Regions from separate parts of the Gossypium arboreum genome. Here region 2 is linked to region 1. Evidence: chromatin contacts called from public Hi-C data. All regions are on one chromosome and are shown on one strand. The core of a region is the stretch at or near the end of the contact, and the rest is flanking DNA. Distances in the headings are between cores, read along the strand shown. Region 1 holds the start of LOC108483012 (squamosa promoter-binding-like protein 14). Region 2 overlaps LOC108483176 (stromal processing peptidase, chloroplastic).

Region 1 (5,153 bases), core at 1,682-4,181:
TTTGTATTAGCATGTCTGCCAATGGGCACTTTCTCATATTTGACAGCTTCAGGTGTGCTATGCATCGGGAAGAATTTTTGTACAACTGGAGATGAAGATGGAGATCTTTCCTCCATTGGATTGCTACTGTCAGAAGAGAAATATTTCCTAGATGATGCTAGCTTTGGTGGGCTATCATCCTCAGGTGAGGAGCTAAATAGCTGCAATGGTAAATTAGCTCGAGTTTCTTGAATCTGGCATTCTGAATCTTCAACAGGAGATTGATAACTGGTACTGCTTCTTTCTCCTCCGACTGAAGTAAACTCCAGAGGAGCTCTGTTTAACGAGCTGGAAGCAGCTACATTATCAGGACAGATGGACTTGGTCTTCTGGCTATCACTGCTCTGGCTGCTTCTTTGAGATAACATTGCAAGGGCATCGGAAGAAGAGGACGTCAATGTAGCTGAAAGGGCAGCAAGCAAATCTACTGTAGATGGAGAAGATGTGTTTTTCCCATTCAATTGGTTTTGATTGCCTAGCGAAGGTTGCTCCTGGCTCTTCCTGTTCAAAACTCCAACATTGGGTAGCTTTGCAGCCAGGTCCATTGGCAAAGGTAATGAATTAATCTTACTAAGAATCTGAAGGAGTTGATCTCTATTTGGAACCGGTGAGGGATTAATGCTTTTGTCCTCAGTTTTACCTATACATTAAGCGCACAAACATCAGCTTCAACTTAAAAAGTATAATTTGTAAATTTTACTCATTTAGAAAAAATTTCTTGCCTTGTGTCCTAGCCAAAAGAGTCAGCAAGTTGACAATATCTAAACTTCCATTCCCGGCATTATCCCTGTTTGCAGGGAGTAAAAGCCGTGAGGTCACATCTTCAGGTTGTGTCTTCCTTCTACGGCGATTATGCCCAGCAAGCCTACGCCTACAACTTCTCTTCCCCTCATCAAACTCAGAAAGAGGGTGAAACCTGCACATAAGCATTATAAAGGTGATGTGGGTTCAACCAATAGCTAAAAAACTAGATGCCAAGGGTAAAAATTTTAAGAATGAGAACATAAAAGTACCAACCTGCTACACTGCTGGCAGAACCTCTGCATCTGCTTCTCAACAAGAGCTTTAGTCGCTTTACTATGAATCTCACACACTTTATGCCGACGGTGATAGTCCTTTGCATTAGAAAGATCTTCCTTACAATTATCAACCTGACACATGGGGAAGCTGGTACTCCCAGGCGATCCACCACAGACCTTTTTGTTAGGCCTAGAAACAGGATCTTCCACAGAATTCAATCCCCCACCTAGATTCAGTTGCAGTCTCTCATCATCATCATTTGCTGCAGTGGCCTTTTTGGATGTTATAGAGTTTTCATTCCCATTAACATGACCTGTCTTTCTCTGTTCTGCTGTAGCAGTCCCTGTCTGAAGAATCTCGGTGTTTAAGGGTTTGGCAATGAATCTCACAGCATCCCACTCCCATTGCTTTGGGTTCCAGTTGTCCCTGGGGTTGGCAACACGCTGCTGTGAAGGGTTTTGGTACAGAAAGTCTGAGGCCTGATAAGAAAGGTCACGTTTCCTGGGTAAAGAAGGCGGATCACAGAAGCGGCTGGCAAGGGCCTGATGAATATAAAGGGGAGGAGCTACTTGCGCGCCTGCATCCTCCATGGGTCTGAAAATAACTTGGTTTTCCAGACACCAAATGATCTCTGGACAAAAGAAATGGCTATTTTAACAAGTTATTTTTGAGAATCTATAACTAGTAACATAAGAGAAAGTAGTTCATCTCATCCAGAAAGTCAAAATAAGAAAGATGAATAGTCAAATCTTATAGGGGATGATAAGGCTTGAGAATAAACACTCCGGATCATAATTTTCAGGGCAGATTATCAGATCAGACAAAGATTGGGACTTGGATAAAAACATATTCAACGACTGACACATGTAGAAATCAAATTAAAATCTAAAAAAGAGCAAGATGAATGATAACAGTTATCCAAATAAATAGCAAATATATGCGCATAAGAAAATAAAGAAGATTTGAAACATACCTTTCACAAAAACCTCAGCTTGAGGATTTCACGGCTGATTATCAGATCAGACAAAGATTGGGAACTACTAGAGAAATGTAAAAAAAAAAATTAAATTAAAAAGAGCCAGATGAATGATACAACACAAGCAAATAGAAAATATAGGCGCGTAAATAAATAAGATACCTTAACCAAATCCCAGCTTAACGCTTCATCATCTCGTAAAAGCAAATAAAAAAATTAAAAAGAAGTGAAAGCAACCACCGCCTTCAACCTTTTCAGCCTTTTACTTCATGGTAATCACAGATCTGAATTCTCCTTTCTCCCAGATACCAACCATCAGACTTGGACTTGCGTCTCCCTCTTTGAAATTAAAAAAAAAAAGACAAGGAAAACGGAAAAAAAATATATATAGGAATCAAAGGTAGAACAGCAAGGAAACGCAGTCAGATCCGAGAAGATGAAGATGAAACAACTGGGAACTTGGGTTTGGCTCCACAACTTTGGTTTACTTTTTTGTTGTCTCTCTCAAAAGAAATAAGAAGAAGAAGAAGAAGAAGAAGAACAAGCAAAAAGTAAAACTTGGTAGCAGACTAGTTAGTAGGCTGGTATTCCATTTCTAATTTTTTTTACTTTTTCGCTGTGACTGCCTTTGCCTTTGCCTTTGCCTTTGCCTTAGCTTGAATTATTTTATTTATTTTATCATGTTTGTTTAATATTAGGGGTCGGGTGTTGCCGTAAATCGTAAATTGAAGCTGGATTGAGGTTATATTCATAATTTAGGGCCGCCCACGGAGCAACGAAGAATCCAAGACTCTTCCTTTCCTTGTTCTTAACTTGTCTAGTTTAGTCATTACCCGTAAGTGTAAGTAGCACGTTCTTTGTTGTTTTTGAGTTGTACTTGTATGTATGGTAATGGTTAACTAAGTTCTTGAATTTTGTGTTTAATAAGCCCTTCATTACTAGTTTAATTAGTATTGATTGGGAGTTGGAATGTATTTGGATATATAATGTTTTTTTTAGATATTTATAAAAGATGATACTTGAATTTTTATAATGGGAATTTTGCTATAAGGGGTTTGAATTTGTTATGAATTAAAGATCTCTCTTATCTTAAATTATGTATTTCAGTTTCTCTCACATTGACCCCTTTAATTTTTCTAGCCTTACAATTTAGTTCATAGGCCTTAATCTTTAATTTTCATTATCAACCAACTAATTATTCTAATTAATACTTGGTCACTAACTAATGAGCCTTTAATTCACTATCATGCCACTCCTAAAAACTTCTTGATTTGACTTCCCAAAATAGCTAGGTTTAATAAATTCGACCTAAAATTGATATTTCGAAAACCAGGCGTTACACTCACACTTCATATGGGTTGCCCCTTAAGGAATCTCTTTGTTTTCCTCTTCATTGGTCTAAAGCTTGAGGATGAAGGTCCTGGACGTGTGCTAATAGTTTGAAACTTCCTAGATCTCACACCAAAATTTTAAAACTTATTTCCTTATCTTTACAGCTCTTGTAAAAATAAGACGTTGCGTCCAATAGCTACGTTGCAAAGCTTCATATGGGATGGAAGAGTTAAGAAGACAAGTTTCTCTTTTTCTTTGACCCCCTTCTATTTCCACTCAAGTGGTTTTCCTTGTGTCCTTCTAATTGGCAGTGATAAGATGTAACAAATGCTGTGCATATATCTAACAATAAGGTTTGGGGAGTGATCATGTTTAGATGAAGGAAATTACCAAGGTATCCCTTCATTACCTCTTTAAAGGGAAGGCTTTCTCCTTTGTGCATTTGAGAAGTCGACATTGTTTTTGATCCTTTTCTTTTCTCACCAAACTACTTCCTAAAGTGTTATTAGGCATTCTTGTTCTAATAAGGAGATCTATGGAGGGGACCGTGAATATGAAATCAACTTTATCCTCATGTTAACTTCATATGAGTGCCTTAACTTTTTCATGTGACCATTGTGTTGTTAATTCACTTGGCATAACAAAATAGTCTCCATTTGTCATTAAAATGAATATACATTGATCTATTTAGGGTCATTTTCTTCCTATAAAGCTTGTGCACCTTCTATCTTGAAAGGTATTCCACCTTCATTCTAGGCTACCTTCTTTGTCCAATGGTTGCTGAACTATGATTTTGGCGCATATGGAAAGGTTGGATTGTTTGTCTTGCCAAGCAGTCAACCTTGGGGGATCATATTCATCCTTTTGCCCTATTGGCTTTATTTGTGAATGGATGTGGCCATCGTGTGTTAACATCCTAAGATCCCCTACTTTTGCACCAATATTTGGAGACTCTTAAGATTCCTTTTATTGTGGTGCCCCCCTCTTCCATCTTCTAAAGAACGGAGTCTTTGTTCTATGAATCTTTCCAATTGTTCTTTTCTTACAACTACTTCGGTGATATCCTTCAGGTTAAGGTAGTCATTTGTTGTGTGGCGCTTTATCATTGTGATAAGGAGCTCAGCTGTAGACTTCCTCTTCTATAGGTTGGACTGTATAAGTGGTAGAGTTCTCAACATTCCTTTAGCCTTGCTAAGAATATCCTTTTACGAGGTATTTAAAAGAGTGTAATAAAGATACAGTGTAAATGACACCCCGTTAAATGTTTTATATGTCAATAGCTTTGACACCTTATTACAGCCTCATCTTCCCTTTATCGGGGCAGAGAGATGATTTGGTTACGCCCTTAAGGTAGGGTTGTGTTGACATCTTAGAGTTTGCCTTTAACTCTAAAAATATTTTTACTTCATTTCTTGGTTACTTATTGTCTCCCAATAAATTGTGGAAAGAATGGATGGGTATGATTATGGCTCCATCATTGTAATTGCGGAAAGGATAAGTTATAGGCTTCCACAACGTCATTTTGATCTTTGTTCTAGTACCAACATGGAATTGATAGTGGATGGCTTTTTGGCTTTCTTATTCTTAATGGCAATAGCTCTCTAAGGGTAAAGACATAATTTTTTATTTGTTTCCAACAAACAACGCCAATTATTATAACAATTAAGTTATACAAGTACTTAGGGTGTACAATAATGATGGTTCACACCATAAGTGGTGCGGAAAGCTACTAAGGATGGAGGGTTAAGCTGATTAGGAGTGGTTATAGAGTGTTTGTATTGTGAGT
Region 2 (5,003 bases), core at 2,488-4,987, 170 kb before region 1:
CACCACGCCACGTCAGAGTCGTGCACGCCATACACCTGCAAATACATTGAAAACTGATTGTAAAAGGCTATAAAAGCCTTGGAAAACATTTGTAAAAGGAGGTTTTTTTTCCCAATTTTTTACATACATAATAGCAGAGAATACACGAAAGCAATCCATATCAATAAAAATCAGATTGAAGATTCAGGAGGTTATTTTTTTTTATTCTTTCTCATTTCACATTTTTTTCCCTTTTTGTTTTTTCTTGTTTTCTTTTTCTTTGCAAATTGATTTTAAAATAGAAATCGGAGGAAAAGAAACTTACCTGGGTTCGCCATAGATCAGCGTCGGAGGCGATGGCATGGAAGTGCCAATGACCCTCCATTTGTGGTGCACCAAGATAGGGTTGAAACCCCAACAGAGATTTGTGGTGTTAGTTTTTTTTCCCCTTAAGAGACAGCAAAACAAATGAAATTGGAGCCAAAATTTAGGGTTTTTACGCGTACAAAACGGCACCGTTTCGTGCCTGGGGGTTGAGCGACAAAACGACGTCATTTCAAGGCCTCAATCCGCGCAGGTGACCTGACCCGGGGAGGATCCGCGCGTTTTTTCAAAAATAGGACATTTGCACAATCGGTCCCTCCCTCTTGCACCGTTTTAGGGTTAGGTCTTTTAACCTTTTTAATTTGGCCCAGAAATTTCGTGTAAATTACATTTCGATCCGCGCTTAAACGCTGCGTTCAGGAACCTGGGCTAATTTTGTTTTCAATCCCCGCATTCTTGTGCACGTTGCGCTTTAACACTCAGTTTTGTTTTAATGTTCTATTTTACCCACTTAGGTCTAATTCAATTTCAATTAAGATTGTTTTTTTTTATTTTAATTAAGTTTTAATTCATATTTTTTATTCATCCTTTAAATATATTATTTTAACATGCTATTTTGCATGGTATTAATTAATTATATATTGTAAAAAATTTTATTTTCTTTTGTATATTCCATTTTGTTTTATTAATCTATTTATTTTAAAATTCTCTTTTATGAACATTCTTTACTTCAAATATTATATTTTCACTTTTGTGTATATTATTTATATTAAACTATCCGTTTTTTAGACATATTATTTATTCAGTATATATATTGTTTTGCATATCATTTATATTGTTTTATATACATACATACATTCTTTTCACGTTTGCATATGTAAATAATACCTATATCATCAATTCGAATTGTTGTACATTATGTTTTTGTATATATTGAGGATTTGTATTATTTTATGTATTTTCTTTCAAATTTATTTATGATTAAACATTTCTTTTAAATCTATATATAGTTTTGGTCTTTTAAAGCTATTTTATGATGAATTATTGTTTATTTCAAATGTCTCTTATATTATTATTTCCATACATACATTTGTAATAAGTATTTCATTATATGCATATTATTTACCTAGATGGATTTATATTTTGTATATTATGTATTTTGTTTTTAGTACTTTTTTTTTAAAACTCCTTCATACATACCTCGTTTTTATTCTCACACGAAATTTGTTGTTTGCATATCGATGATTTCACATTTTGCACTTCTCACATTATTAATTCTTCTTTATTTTTAAAACTTGCTACATTTCATTTGTGTTGATTTGCTTGGTACTTCTCTTAAAATTGCCTTGTAATTCATTGGCTTTTGTGTGTTAATGTTAGTCTTTGCATAAGGTACATTGTCATTGCATATACTTTATTTCCATATGATTATGATTTGTTTGTTTAGAACGCTTGCCATGTAATATTATGCTATGTTCGTGATTATGCTTTTATTTCATGCCATCATTGAGATTTAAACTCCAATCTATTTGACCAGCATTTGTGGTTTCATTTCTTCTCCAAACAAACCAAGCAAGTATGTTTTGGCTCAATTTTTATAATTGTTAACTTGAGCCCCCTCAACATAAGGAAATACTCCGTGTTTAGAAGTTTGAGAGATCGTGCCCAATCGTGCTGGGTTTCGATTTTTTTATTCGACTGAAATATAAAATATCCTTTTGAAATTTCGTCTATGTTCTCTTAAATTAAAAACGAGGCAATATTTCGTATTTAGGAGTTTGAGAGATCGTGCCCAATCGTGCTGGGTTTCGATTTTTTTCATTCGACTAAAATACAAAATATCCTCATGAAATTTCATCCATGTTTTCTTAGAATTAAAATAAGACAATATTTCATATTTGGAAGTTCAATAAATCGTGCCCAATCGTGCTGGGTTTCGATTTACCGTTTGACCAAATAACCAAATATCCTTTTTGAAATTTCAAGTGCATGGGTTTTGGAAATTATAAGATGATCTTGTATTGAGGGTTTGAAATGTCGCATCCAATCATGCTGGATATGGCATTTTATTCCTTCTGAACAAGAGAATCCCGAAACCCAATTCAAGTTATCTAAACGCTCTTAAAGGAATTGTATTTTTTTAAAATCTTTTCCAAATTTTCAACATTAGGACGTTAATTGATCAATACGGTACCAATTTTGGGTGTTGTGAGGGTGTTAATCCTTCCTCGCGCGTAATTGACTCCCGAATCCGTTTTCTAATTTTTCGTAGACCAAAAACGTTGTTTTAATAAATCGAAATGCTTTATTAAAATGATCGATCACAAGGTGACCCGATCGCACCTAAACAAAAAGGATTGGTGGCGACTCCATTTTCGTTTTAAAGTCGACCCCTGTTTTTCAAAATAAAAATGGTTTCGACAACCACCACTTTAGGTGGAATTTAAAATATGAGATTGAACTATCGAGATCCCCTCTTAAAATTACTCACAAATTTTAAAATTTTTCCATATTTTTATCTAAATAGATAAATTTATTTTAAAATTTTGAAAATAATAAAATTTTCCTACAAATCCCTCGTTCAAACACACTCTTATTTTATAAATAAAATAAAAGAATTCGTACAATTGTAAAAAATAAAAAAATAAAAAAAACTCCTAAAAGAATCCCAAAATTCTCTTTAAATTTCAGAATGAATCTTCAATGGAATTTGAGACTTGAGAGCCATTCAAGATGCACAAAACCAAATTTATTTAATTATCTTTCATCTTTCATTAAATGATTTAATCGGTTCCATTTTTACGAAAATTACTTGAAGTTAAAGTAATGTGCATTTCACAAACATTGTGATTTTTGGTATTACCATAAAAATAGAGGAAAAATATTTATCAGAGAATTTTAGGAATTTAAATTAAACATAATTAAAATAAAAATATATATATTTAGAAATAAATTCTTAATTTTGAGATTCTTTTGATTTTTATTTTATGATCTTTTAAATTTTCTAACATTTCTTAGAAAAGTTTTTAAAATAAAATTGACATTTGATACACCGAGCTAACCAAACCGAGAATACACCCATTGTACATGGGTCATTAGGTATTAAGCCCTTTTATATTTCTGGAAAAGGGGAAAAAGTTATGAACTAGCCAACCAACTTGACTCAAAAATGCAGTCAGCATACATGAGTGACGTGAGAAACGAAAACCCACACCATATACATGCTATACTTCCTGCAGAATGAGGTCTGAAATCATTATTTTTCCTAATATCTATTTGATTAGGAGCTTTATTCAGCCAAAATTCCCAAAGAATACAAAGCCTGTTGGTATCAAAATCATGTAATTACATTTCAATGTGTGACATTGACATACATATAGCAGCATCTTCATGGTTGGCTTGATTCCATATGAATTTGTTGCGTTGATCCTCGAATAATCCTCCTCAACGCTTCCACTTGGGAGAGATTTCCCATCGTTGCTCTAAACCCACCTTTTTGCCGACACAACAGCATCTGGCATCAAACAAGTTCATGTTGTTGGCCTTGTCATGGTAGATAAACCACGCCCTACAGGAATAACTCCTTGAAACCCTTCGTTTGATTCTTCCTCTTCTAAGGAAGCTGCACACAAGTTCATCCAACCAAATCAAGGGAAAATAACCCATAAAGTTTTTGAGTGTAGAATTTAGTATAAAATTAACTTTTAGAAATTGTGATAATAACTGCTTTTAACTATCGAGAAAATGTGAGGCATATTGTCTATCCTGTTACTAAAAATTAATCTAATTATTATATTATTATATTATTTATTCCTTGTTTCCATGTCCTAATTATCCACATATTGTCCATGGCATCTCATACCCATGTCCAACTTTGCCTTAATCCAATTTCCACAATCTAGCCCATTGGTTTTAAGATTTTTATCAGGTTCAAGGCATTTAAATTGAAGCATATCCTCACCCATAGCACCTTCACCGGCATTAACCCCTGCAATTCCAATACATGAGTAAAAAGAATCTTCGTCCACTTTCAGCTGGTCGTAAGCAAGGTAGATGTCCTCAATAGAAGCGGCCTCATATAGAGAAGTAAGCTCTTTGACGCATGATATGTCCTGAATTCCAAAAAATAAAAAAATTGGGAATTTATTACCGTCACCATGAGACTGGTAAGAATGAACAAATTTTGGTCCATCTTTTACACATCAAAATAAGTTTCAAATATAAAAATTATCTCAAGTATTGGGATTTGGAAAATAAGAATATAATAGTAACACAATATAACATAACACTGAACTGTCTAATTTTCATTTCACCTTTCTAGGAACCGAAGAAGCTTGTAGGTGAGCCAACAATCCTAGCCAATATGCATTTGACTTTATTTCTGCTTCGTGTCTCATTAAAAGAGTCCTCTTTGCCTGTAGATTCAAGGATTGCTTTTATAAACTTCAACAAATGACAGCTAGCTTGTCTAAGTAAAACTGTAAATTCTGCTTTTTTTTCACCTGAACCACATTCTTCCATAACAATTTCCAGTTACTTGGTAACATAAAAAAACTCATTAAGTCATATTAGTTGTATAAGAACTAACCCTCTCCAGTTCCCGTGGAGCAACCTTGTTGGAGTGCAAACCTCTAAGAACATTCTTGCAAGCATCAACAGCTTTATATACCTGGAAGTTAATCCCAAAAATAGGTGATGAG

What was found. Hi-C and Micro-C count contacts between places; a contact is called where the count stands out from the background.
Region 2: a contact with region 1 is called in a Hi-C map of leaf, with 2.6 times the contacts expected there. The contact joins the enhancer-like site here to the promoter of LOC108483012 in region 1. A contact is called at or near these places in 2 of 5 Hi-C or Micro-C datasets (both in leaf).

Annotation. Positions count from the first base shown.
Region 1 is chr1:103,042,807-103,047,959 of ASM2569848v2, reverse strand. It overlaps LOC108483012 (squamosa promoter-binding-like protein 14), which reads right to left and starts at 2,931. Exons shown (of 12, transcript XM_017786177.2): 1 at 2,198-2,931; 2 at 2,033-2,096; 3 at 1,057-1,690; 4 at 762-955; 5 at 1-679. The coding sequence starts at 1,649.
Region 2 is chr1:103,215,380-103,220,382 of ASM2569848v2, reverse strand. LOC108483176 (stromal processing peptidase, chloroplastic) reads right to left here. Exons shown (of 24, transcript XM_017786430.2): 21 at 4,892-4,972; 22 at 4,617-4,718; 23 at 4,265-4,415; 24 at 3,560-3,925. The coding sequence ends at 3,834. Among protein-coding and RNA genes, the nearest start is that of LOC108483176, 13 kb to the right of the region's middle. Within about 2 kb of position 3,737, at least 2 of the 2 cell types and tissues checked have an H3K27ac peak or open chromatin away from gene starts, as enhancers often do. A contact at or near this core is called in leaf, where this site is marked.